Linked DNA regions of Mus musculus: region 1 is linked to region 2. Evidence: chromatin contacts called from public promoter capture Hi-C data. All regions are on one chromosome and are shown on one strand. The core of a region is the stretch at or near the end of the contact, and the rest is flanking DNA. Distances in the headings are between cores, read along the strand shown. Region 1 holds the start of Vcl (vinculin). Region 2 holds the start of Cfap70 (cilia and flagella associated protein 70).

Region 1 (5,129 bases), core at 1,563-4,062, 480 kb before region 2:
AACTTAGTTCCATTATTTTATAGACACGACATGAGTTTTGCAACCCTAGAGTTTTATTATCCAGTTACTATTATTTCTCTACTGTGTTTATAGTTAATTCCTTTTCTAGTCTTCGTGCAGCCTTATGAGCCTCCTAGCCTAACTTCACATGGTTCCTCTTCCTTTAACCCTCTATTTATTATTAACCAATCTGTGTGTCAACGCTGAAGACTGGAACTAGGGAAGAGGAAAAAAAGTTCCACTTACATTGTGTTTTCCTGACAGGAGTTAGGAACTTGAGATGTGTAGAGGATCCATACATTTATGAAAACAGTTGATGGGTCCTCAGGCCTCCCTAGAGCCCATGTTCTTCCTCACACACCATTCTTCCCTCCCACTCCCAACCAACTTGTGCATCTTATTAAATAAGACCTTCTGCTAAACTACCCATATACCATTCACTGGCTTCGAGTCTGATTTCTTTAACCTGCAATCAAGACAATCTACTTAGTGAAACCTGGTAGCACCTTTGTTTATGACTATTTATCAGCCCAATCCCCTCCACGGATTCAACTTTAAATACCTTTTATAGTTAGGAAGTATGCAACTACATGTATTTTTTTTCCATCTTATATCTGCCCTTGTTTCTTTTGTATGTCTCCTAACTATGACCATCATAACCACCTATGGAGCTACTTTAAAAAACAGAAAACCTTTACTCCTGGAGATCCTTCAGTAAGTCTGGGATGGGAACTGGAAACAGTCCTATCTACAAAGCCCCATTGGTGATTCTCATGCACACCCTGAGGGCCACTAATTCATTCCAATGCTCTTTATACAGCACACATTCAGTGCTTACTAATTCATGGCCTGGGAGCTCATAAATGACTTCTCTCTAAATAGCCTAACCAGATATCAACCAAGCCCTTGACTACACCAGCTGTGTTCCAAGTGCAACATGTGGGTTTAAGATTTCCTATCCTCAAGTGCTACATGGAGGGACACCATTACCTTGTCTCTTTACATTGTTTCCCATTTGTTGAAAAACCAGAGGCCTGGAATGCAGCCATGTCAGACAACACTACATAAGAATGTACTCTGGGGTCTAAGATTAAAATTAGCTACAAAGAGAACAAGAACAAGATAGACAGTCTGAATGAGTACACTGCTCCTACTCAATAGTTTCTTACTTAATCAGTACAGAAGAACAGAAATTTCAGTCCCTAGTTCCGCCCTCCCTTCTCTCCCTCCCTCCTCTCCCCTCCCCCTCCCCCTCCTACTTGCTGCCACAGGTCTCCTAAAATGCCTGAGACAGTCCCAGGCCCCTGAAGACCCAGGAAGTCATTTCATGCGTTAAAGTCCTATAATCCGATAAATAACACAAGCCCCACCCGACAGACAGTTACCTATCAACTACCCTGACACACCATTTACACAGCTTGGTTCGGAAAGCAGTATGAACTTTTTCCTGAGTTGTTCTTCACAGGGAACAGCAGTCTGAGTCACACCCAGCCTGGAGCAAGTGTGACATTAGCCAGGGTACAGTTACGAGACTAGTCTCTCTATCTCTTTTCCCATTTCAGAAGTGGGCTACAAAGATCGATAAATAGCTAGGGGCAGGCAGAAAAGTGTGGACTGGCAAAGAACGCCCTAGCCTTCCCCTCAGGCAGGGGCTGCAGATCCCAGATTCCACAGGCCTCTCACAGCAGCTCCATCTTGCTTCCTGCCAGAAGGAGGGGCAGAGGAGGAGGCCCCCCAAATCTGGAAAGGCCCCAGTGAAAGAAAGCCATTTGACAGCAGTAAAGATGGATAGACAGCTTCATGGAAGGAATAAAATGACGGCCATGGGGTCAGGCAGAGGGCAAGCAGGGCTCCTGGTTATGAATTACTGTCTAAAGGTGCTAAGAGTCCCCGGAGGTGTGAGCAAAATGCCCCGAAGGAAAGGAGGCGGCGACAGAGAGAGGAAGAAGCCAAGCAGTTGGGTAGAAGCGACAGACACCAGGATCCCAGGGGAGGGTTGGGCAGGTGGGTCTCAGGGGACAGAAGTATTAGAAAGGCGAGCAGCCCGGTGCAAATAAGAATCCTTGGAAGTTAGGGCAGGGAGACCATAAGAGAAACCACCCACAGGTTGGAGAGGAGAGGCCTAAAAAGGAGCTAAGAGCAAGGTACTCAACGCAAGTGACGCGAGCCTGCCCAGGGGAGGGACCGTGAGACAACCTAACGACCATTTCTTGGGCGCCTACTACGGGCACACACACCCTAGGCACTTCACAACTAAAAGCTCGCTGACTCTTCACAGCACAGCCCCAAGGCAGGATTTCTCACACAAGTGTCCCATTTTATAGATGAGGAAACTGAGGTCCCCGACAGGCTCAGTGGCTTGCTCAAGGTCACAGCCCAGAGAAATCGGCATTCGAAACCACGGCACCTGCCCTGGAGTCCACCCGACGCTCCAAGCGCCTGCGAATGCAAGCAGCGAGGCGGACCGGGACCCTGGGGACTTCTCCCGCCCGCGCTCCCGTCCCAGGCCCGGCGCGCTCACCCGGACGAGGTTGCTGACGGCCGCCTGCACGGCGGCTACGGGCGCGGTGAGGTCAGGAATGGCTTTGCCGTCCACCTCGCCCTCCTCGTGCATAATCACCAGGTGCGAGATCTGCTGCGCCACCGGCTCCAGGATGCTCTCGATCGTACGCGTGTGAAACACCGGCATCGCGGCGGCTAGCGGGGCGGCGTACCGCGGGCAACAGAAAACTGGGATCCGTAGGGCCGGGAGCCGGCGGCGAGTGACTGACTCGGAGCGGCGACTAGAGTCCGGGCTTCCCTCGGCGTAACTAGCCCCACAGGCGCCCCGCCCTCTCACGTCGCCGCGCCCAATGGTAACGCAACTCAGAGCCGGACTGTGGCTCCTATTGGTCTTACTTCGATAAGCTCCGCCCCCAAGGCAGAGCCGCTAAGGTCCCGCCCCGCCCCCATTCCCAAGGGAGGGGCCTGGGATTGGGGCTGCGCCGCAGGGATTGCGACCGGATTCCCGAACCCTCTCGCGGGGCGCTCCTTATAAGGGCATAGTGGGAGCGGAGCGAGCGACTGCACTGGACTGGCCCCGCCCCCAGGAGCCGCCTCCCGCCTCAGAGTGGCGGAGCTCCGCCCCTCCGCAGGATCACCTCAGTAGGGCGGGATATCCTCACCTCAGGCAGCGCCAGAGAGAGGGGACCTCGGCTTCCCCCGGTCTCCCCGCAGGGTGCTCCCCTTTACCGTCACCGGACGCAGTCAGAACACTGTTCCGTCACCTCCCAGTAATTCACGAGGAAGTAAAAAGATCCAGACAACAAAAACACACCGAGAAACATGAGTACCCATTGATTTGTACTATCTGCCCTCGGATAGTCACAGTTAAGTTTGGTGTGGCACTTTCTAGACCTCCGTGTACACGTTCACTTGCAAATACGTGTTTTCTAAATAAATAGGAACGTTTCCGTAGAACTAGAGACTTAATGAAATTTACCTGCTAATCTTTCGCTTTTGGTGAGTAGAAGTCTGTCTGCCACCTTCTGTTTTAGCGACTGGTATCCCATTTTTGCAAATCTACTTAGGTCTGGTTCCGTTGCTAAAATGTTTGCCTAGAATGTAAGAAGCCCTAGGTTTGATTCCCAGCACTACGCAAAATCAGCCTTGATAGAGTGGGCCCGTATACCAGCAGCACTAGGGAAGTGGATCAGGGGTTCAAGGTCATACTCCACTACAAAGAAAGTTTGAGGCCATCCTGGAGGGGTAGTCCTTTTGTGGTTGTGATGAGCATCTATTTGTAGTTACAACAGCACTCCAGAGGCAGGGTTAGGAGGATCATTTGAGGAAGGAGTTCCAAGCCAGTCTGAGCAACATGACAAGACCCCCATCTCAAAAAAAAAAAAAAAGTGAAATGAAAATTCAAAAGTGGATACTTTTTAACAAGTCTGTAAGTAGGGCCAAATTGCCCAATCCCCTCACCACATTTAAGACATCTGCATGTTTTCCTAACCTCAAGTTCTCTTGCCCAAGCTTCCTCATTCTGAGAGGAAACACATTCATTAATGCCTTCAAATGAAAGATCCTCAAGTCAAAGAAAAATGTTTCTCAGGATGTCACATTTTGCAGAAGGCCAAGCCACATGTTGTCTTACCCAGCTCTAAAGTTCTGTGTGTCTAGCAGTACATACCCCCGTTTCTGCTCTGTGGTTACCAAGTCTTGAACTTTCTCTTGAGGTGGGGATGAGCTCAGTTGGTAAAGAGCACTCGCCTACCATGCACAAAGCTTTAGTACTTGCCTACCATACACAAAGCTTTAGGTCAGCCTCTAGCATCACAAAACAAGGACATGGTGTTCATACACACCTATAATTTTGTCTGTCACCCAGGAGTTGGAGGCAAGAGGATTAGAAGAAGTTCAAGGTCCTCCTCGGCTACCTAGCAAGTTTGATGACAGCCTGGGCTGCTTGAGACACTGACTCAAAAACAAAACAAACAAAACCACCTTAATAAATAACCATGAATGCAGAGGCTCTGCCTCCAACTGAAACAAAGCTGTACAGGAGGGAGCTCATTTCTGTCTGCCTTTGATAAGAGCTTCCTGGGCCATTCAACGTCAGACTTCTTTCTCTGGAGTCTCTCAGTTCATCATTGTGTTTTGCTTATTACTTAATGACCTATCTCCTGGACAGAGGGATTTTGGGGTTAACTACAAACCTTCCCAGAACTTGGGAACCCCTCCACTCCACTAACTTGTAATTCTTCTCTTAGTTGCTAGGAAGAAAGAATCCAAGGCAGGTATTTCCCATAGGCCTCCTTCCTTAAGCCCATAGCAAACGAGTGATCTTCAAAAATAATTTACCCTCATTGACTCCATCCTTAAACATGCTGTGGCATTGCTACCGTTTTGGAATGGCTATCACCGTGCTTCATCCCTAGACACTGGAGGAAATATACCCTGAGGTTAGACCAAGGTAGGAAAGATGGCAATGATGACTGGGCCAAAGCAGGGAAATGGAGACTCAGCAGGGCCAAAAGAACAGGAGAACCAGCAGCTGAAAACCTATCCAAGACTCATGACCGAAGGCTCAAATGAATTATTTTTCTACATAACAGACTAGGAGACAATATTTGAAGGCAACAAGCACC
Region 2 (4,770 bases), core at 1,592-4,091:
CCAGCCCCCATGTATGTTTTTTTTAAAAACAAACTTATTTTTATGGATATAATCTTTTGCCTATATGTATGTCTGTGTACCATGCATGCCTGGTGCCCGAAGAATCCAGAAGAGGGCATTAGATATCCTCAAAATAGAGATAGAGATGGTTGTGAGCTGCCATGTGAGTACTGGAACTTGAACCTAGGTCCTCTGGAAGATCAAGCAGTGATCTTAATCACAATGCCAGCTTTCCAGCTCCTCGGTTGTGTATTTTGGTGGTGGTTGTTTTTTAAAGATTTATTATATTTATATGAGTACACTGTAGCTGTCTTCAGACACACAAGAAGAGGACATCAGCTCTCATTATAGATGATTATGAAGCACCATATGAGCCATCGCGTGGTTGCTGGGAATTGAACTCAGGTCCTCTGGAAGAGCAGTCAGTGCTCTTAACCACTGAGCCATCTCTCCAGCCCTGTGTATTTTGTTTTTTAAAGATAGTCTTGTTTCAGAGTTAGTAGCTGGCTTTGAATTTGGAATCTTCCTGTCTTAAGCCTTTCAAGTGCCAGGCATAGGCATATACTGCCATGTCCAGCCCTGGGGCTTAACTGACATGTAAATGACAAATTTTAAATTTGCTTATATTTAAGTACACAGTATAGTCTTTGATAGAACTAAACTTGTGTAATGTTTTTCACAATCAAGTTTAAACTGTCACATATTTGAGAGAGACAGACAGGGAGTAAACTTAGGGTCTATCTACAGTTCATGTTTCAAGTGTGGGGTGCTACATTGTTGTAAATTGTAGTGGCCACTTCTCTAGAACTTAAGAGTTGAAAGTTTGTTCTCTTGAACAACTCCCATTTTTATGAGCTTTGTCCCAGCAACCATCATTGCTCTGTTAATACGAGTCCTATTTTGTTAATACGAGTCTATATACTCGCACTATAAATGCCTAGCGTATTTAGTTCCTCAAGTTCGTGGTTCATCTGCATTTTAGTATTGTTCCTTTGTTCTTGTGCTTGTCTGTTTTGAGACAGGGTATTACATTGGAGCCCTGACTGGCCTGAAACTTGTTGTATAGACCAAGCTAGCCTCCAGCTCTGTCTGCTATCGCCTCCACAGTGCTGGGACTGAAGGTGTGCATCACCACACCTGGCTCACCTGCATTGTGGTAAATGGAGGGAAGTGGGTAGGATTTCCTTCTTCAAAGACTGAATATTTTGTTATGTATTTACATACCACAGTTTTGTGTGTGCGTACACATACATTCACGTGAGCGTTGTTACATATGCATTCATGAAGTGCCATATATACCACAGTGTGTAGAGGTCAGAGCACAACCTTGTTTTGAGATGGTCCCTTCTCAACTGCTCTGCATGCCACCTCTCTGACTTGATCTTCAAGAGTCCCCAGTCCCTACTTCCCATCCTGATGTAATTTGCAGGGATGGCGGACACGCGCTCAGCTTCACATGCCCTCTTGTGCCTTGATCTCAGATCCCCACTGCTCCATAGCGAGCGCCTGAGTTGTCTGCGTCCCTGCAAGTAAGACTGAATAAGTGAATTGGTTCACCGAGCTGGACTTGGTCGACCTGCGTGCTCTTTACCTCCTTGGGTTGTCTTGGCCATCTTGTTCAAATCTGTTGGTCAGGATTGTTAGGTGTGTACTTGTCACTCTTGATTCGTTTCCTTTGGCCTGTATTATCTGTCCTTGTTCCTTAATACTTTATAGGCCAATCCTTCTATAGGACATTATGAAATAGGGAAGTGTGAATCCTCTTAATTTCTGACAAAGTCAGTAGTGTTTATTTTAAAGACTTATGTTTTGAATTATGTGTGTGAATATGTGTCTTTGTGTGGTATATGCACATGGATGCAGGTGGCCGTGAAGACTAGAGGCATCAGGTGACCTGGGGGTCCCCTAGAACTAGAGTCACTTCTGAGCCACCCAGCGTGGGTGCTGTGAACCAGGCTTGGGCCTCTGCCAGAGCACGTCACACTCTTGTGGCCTGTCACACCAGCCTGTCAGTTACGATTTTGATAGCAATTGCTTAGACCTTGTACATATACTTCTGATTATATTATTAGATATGGCCATTGCTGGGGGCCAAACTTAGCGGTGTAGAGTGTGCTTTGCAAACACAGGAAGAACTTGGCTATGTGGCCCTATCTGGCCTGGAACTTGCTATGCATACCAAGTTGAGAATCAACTTTTTTTTTTTTTAAGATTTATTTTTGTTTCTTCCCTTTGCAAGCACTGACACTCACACCAGAAGGCGGCACTGGACCACTTGGGGCTGGAGTTGCCCCTTGTGTACTGGGAGTTGAGATTGGGCCCGCTGGAAGAGTGTAAGGTCTCCTAACTGCTGAACCGTCTACAGATCCAAGAGTCAGCATTTAAGGTACAGGTATTTTGAGAAAAGATCTAAATTACTAGTTTACTTTTCAAGGGCAGACGATTTTTATATTGCCCAGTATAGCCTCAAACACCCACTCAAGCAATCCTTAAGCAATCCTTTTTTGCCTCGGACTCCCAAGTAGCTAGAACTAGAGACAAGGGCCAGGGCACCCTGCTAAAATGGGAGTTGTTTAGTAAAGACTTTTTTTTTTTTTGGAGACATCTAAGGTTTCTTTCCTTAAAGTTCCTTTTAATTTTATCATTCTATTTTTTGTGGATAATGAAATTAATCGTAAAGGAAAAAGATTTGAAAGGTGGAAAGCTACATTTTAACCCAAACTTGCAAAGGAGAAACACCCAAGGGGCGTGGTTTTCAGAGCACAAGCCAAATTTGCAACCTCCTTCTTTGAGGTGGGGAAAAAACAAGTTCTCGCGAGAGCTAGCTGGTTGCTATAGTTACAGAAAACCAGCGTCTGCCTCAGGTAAGCCAGTAACTCCCTTTTAGGGGCTATAGGTGAAGCTGTTGCTCCCACTCCCCAGATCTTTTTTTCTAGGATTCTGAGCTCTTTCCCTACAGCTAAGACCAGGTTGAAGTTCTCGCTCAGCCCAGCTGTGCCCAAGATCCGGCTTCATCCAGAGCTGGATCCAGTCCCATCTCCTTACTCTATGCTATCCCCAAGTCGATTGGTAGCTGTCCTGCCTCTGAGCCTGTGACTAGAAATGGACGCCTTGTTGAGGGCAAGAACAATAGTTGGGCATTCATGCAAGGTCACAGTTACTCAGTAGGAAAGTCGCCAGTCTCCACGGCTGGGACTGTGGATCTGGTTCTGTGAAGTGTCTGCACCGCGTGCGTGAGGCTCTTATCTGCTTAGCACTGCAAGGTAAACCACCACAGCGCCATCCTCGTAAACAAAACCAATGTCCCGGACAGAGAACGAGCTGAATTCACAGCCACGGCGACTGTTTCTGAGTTGGAGACAATCTTCATCGACTATGAAATGTTCAAAGTGAATGAATAGCCTTGGTAGCTGCTTTAAGAAAGATGATCAGAAGAGAATAAGACAGTGAATGTGAGGGTTCCAAAGTGATTATATGCATACGCTGGGGCAGGGAGGGAGGCACCCTAAGCCAGACCACAGACTAGACTTGCCTGAAACTCACTCTCTTCTTTCTATCTGTGTGGCATATGTGAAGGCTTTAGAGTGTGCCAAGGCATAATTGAAAGCTAGTTCCCTCCCCACTCCCCAGTCATCTGTCAGACTGGCTGCCACAAAGCTTACACCTCTTGGTCTATCAACATATCTCTCTTCCTCACTAGACTTGGGGGCTTATATCTCCTCAGCATCTGTCCCTGTCCCTAACTTAATGCAGTTTTAAATGATTTTGACAGAAATGGAATGGATTAGAATAAAACACTTAGACTCAAAGGTGTATTTGTTTGGCACAAGGAACCCAGATGAGCTAGCTCATATGGTACAGATCCCTAATACATACTTGATAAGAACATTGCCAGTGCCACTGAGGCCCTGAAAGGGCCTGGAAGCATTTGGGTGACAAGTCAGGCTTTTAGGCAAGGGCAAGACTGAGGGAGTCACTGGGAAATGGCATGGTGACTGTGAAGTCTGAAGGCATTACCTGTCCCACATGGATGCACACAGTATGCACAGATGCACAGGTCCTCAGAGATATGTTCTACTTCAGATTTCAAATTTATTTTCAGTAAACACACAAAACAAATCTACGACAGATCTACATATCTCAGTCCTTGTACTTAATTTAGATTCTTTCTCCCATTTGCCTGACTTTTCTCTTCCCTTCCCTTCCCTCCCTCAACCCCAAACAGTCCCACATCTGCTTTCCTGTAATGTGTGTTTAAACCTAGGTGCTGCCTAGGGGAGGGAAGATGTGGTATTTGTCTCTTTTCCCTTGCATTATCCTTCTTTATCCCTCCTCCCTTTGTACCCTCCTTCTACACACCCACTTCTATCTCTTGTCATGTATATATTACATATTTAAATATAAATACTTCATATGAGAGAAAATACACAGATTTGTCTTTCTGAATCTAAGTTCATTATTCTTTACACTTTACTGTATATATAATATATATGGTTCTTTTTTGTATTTCTTCTTCTTTTTTTTTTTCTTCTCAAGACAGGGTTTCTCTGTATAGCCCTGATTGTCCTGGACCTCACTCTGTAGACCAAGCTGGCCTCAAACTCAGAAATCCTCCTGCCTCTGCCTCCCACGTGCTGGGATTAAAGGAGTGTGCCACCACTATCTGGCTAATGTATATGGTTCTTATATAATATTTTCTCCATTCGTCTTGTGAGCTTCCAGGCTGGTTCCATACCTTGGTTCTTGTGAATAGTGATACAATGGACATGA

Evidence for each region. Promoter capture Hi-C pulls out the DNA fragments that hold promoters and counts their contacts.
Region 1: a contact with region 2 is called in a promoter capture Hi-C map of embryonic stem cells, with 2.3 times the contacts expected there. The contact joins the promoter of Vcl here to the promoter of Cfap70 in region 2. A contact is called at or near these places in 2 of 39 promoter capture datasets (embryonic stem cells and liver).

Annotation. Positions count from the first base shown.
Region 1 is chr14:20,927,081-20,932,209 of GRCm38.p6, reverse strand. Vcl (vinculin) reads right to left here and starts at 2,812. Exons shown (of 21, transcript NM_009502.5): 1 at 2,522-2,812. The coding sequence starts at 2,689.
Region 2 is chr14:20,450,296-20,455,065 of GRCm38.p6, reverse strand. It overlaps Cfap70 (cilia and flagella associated protein 70), which reads left to right and starts at 2,841. Exons shown (of 29, transcript NM_029698.1): 1 at 2,841-2,864.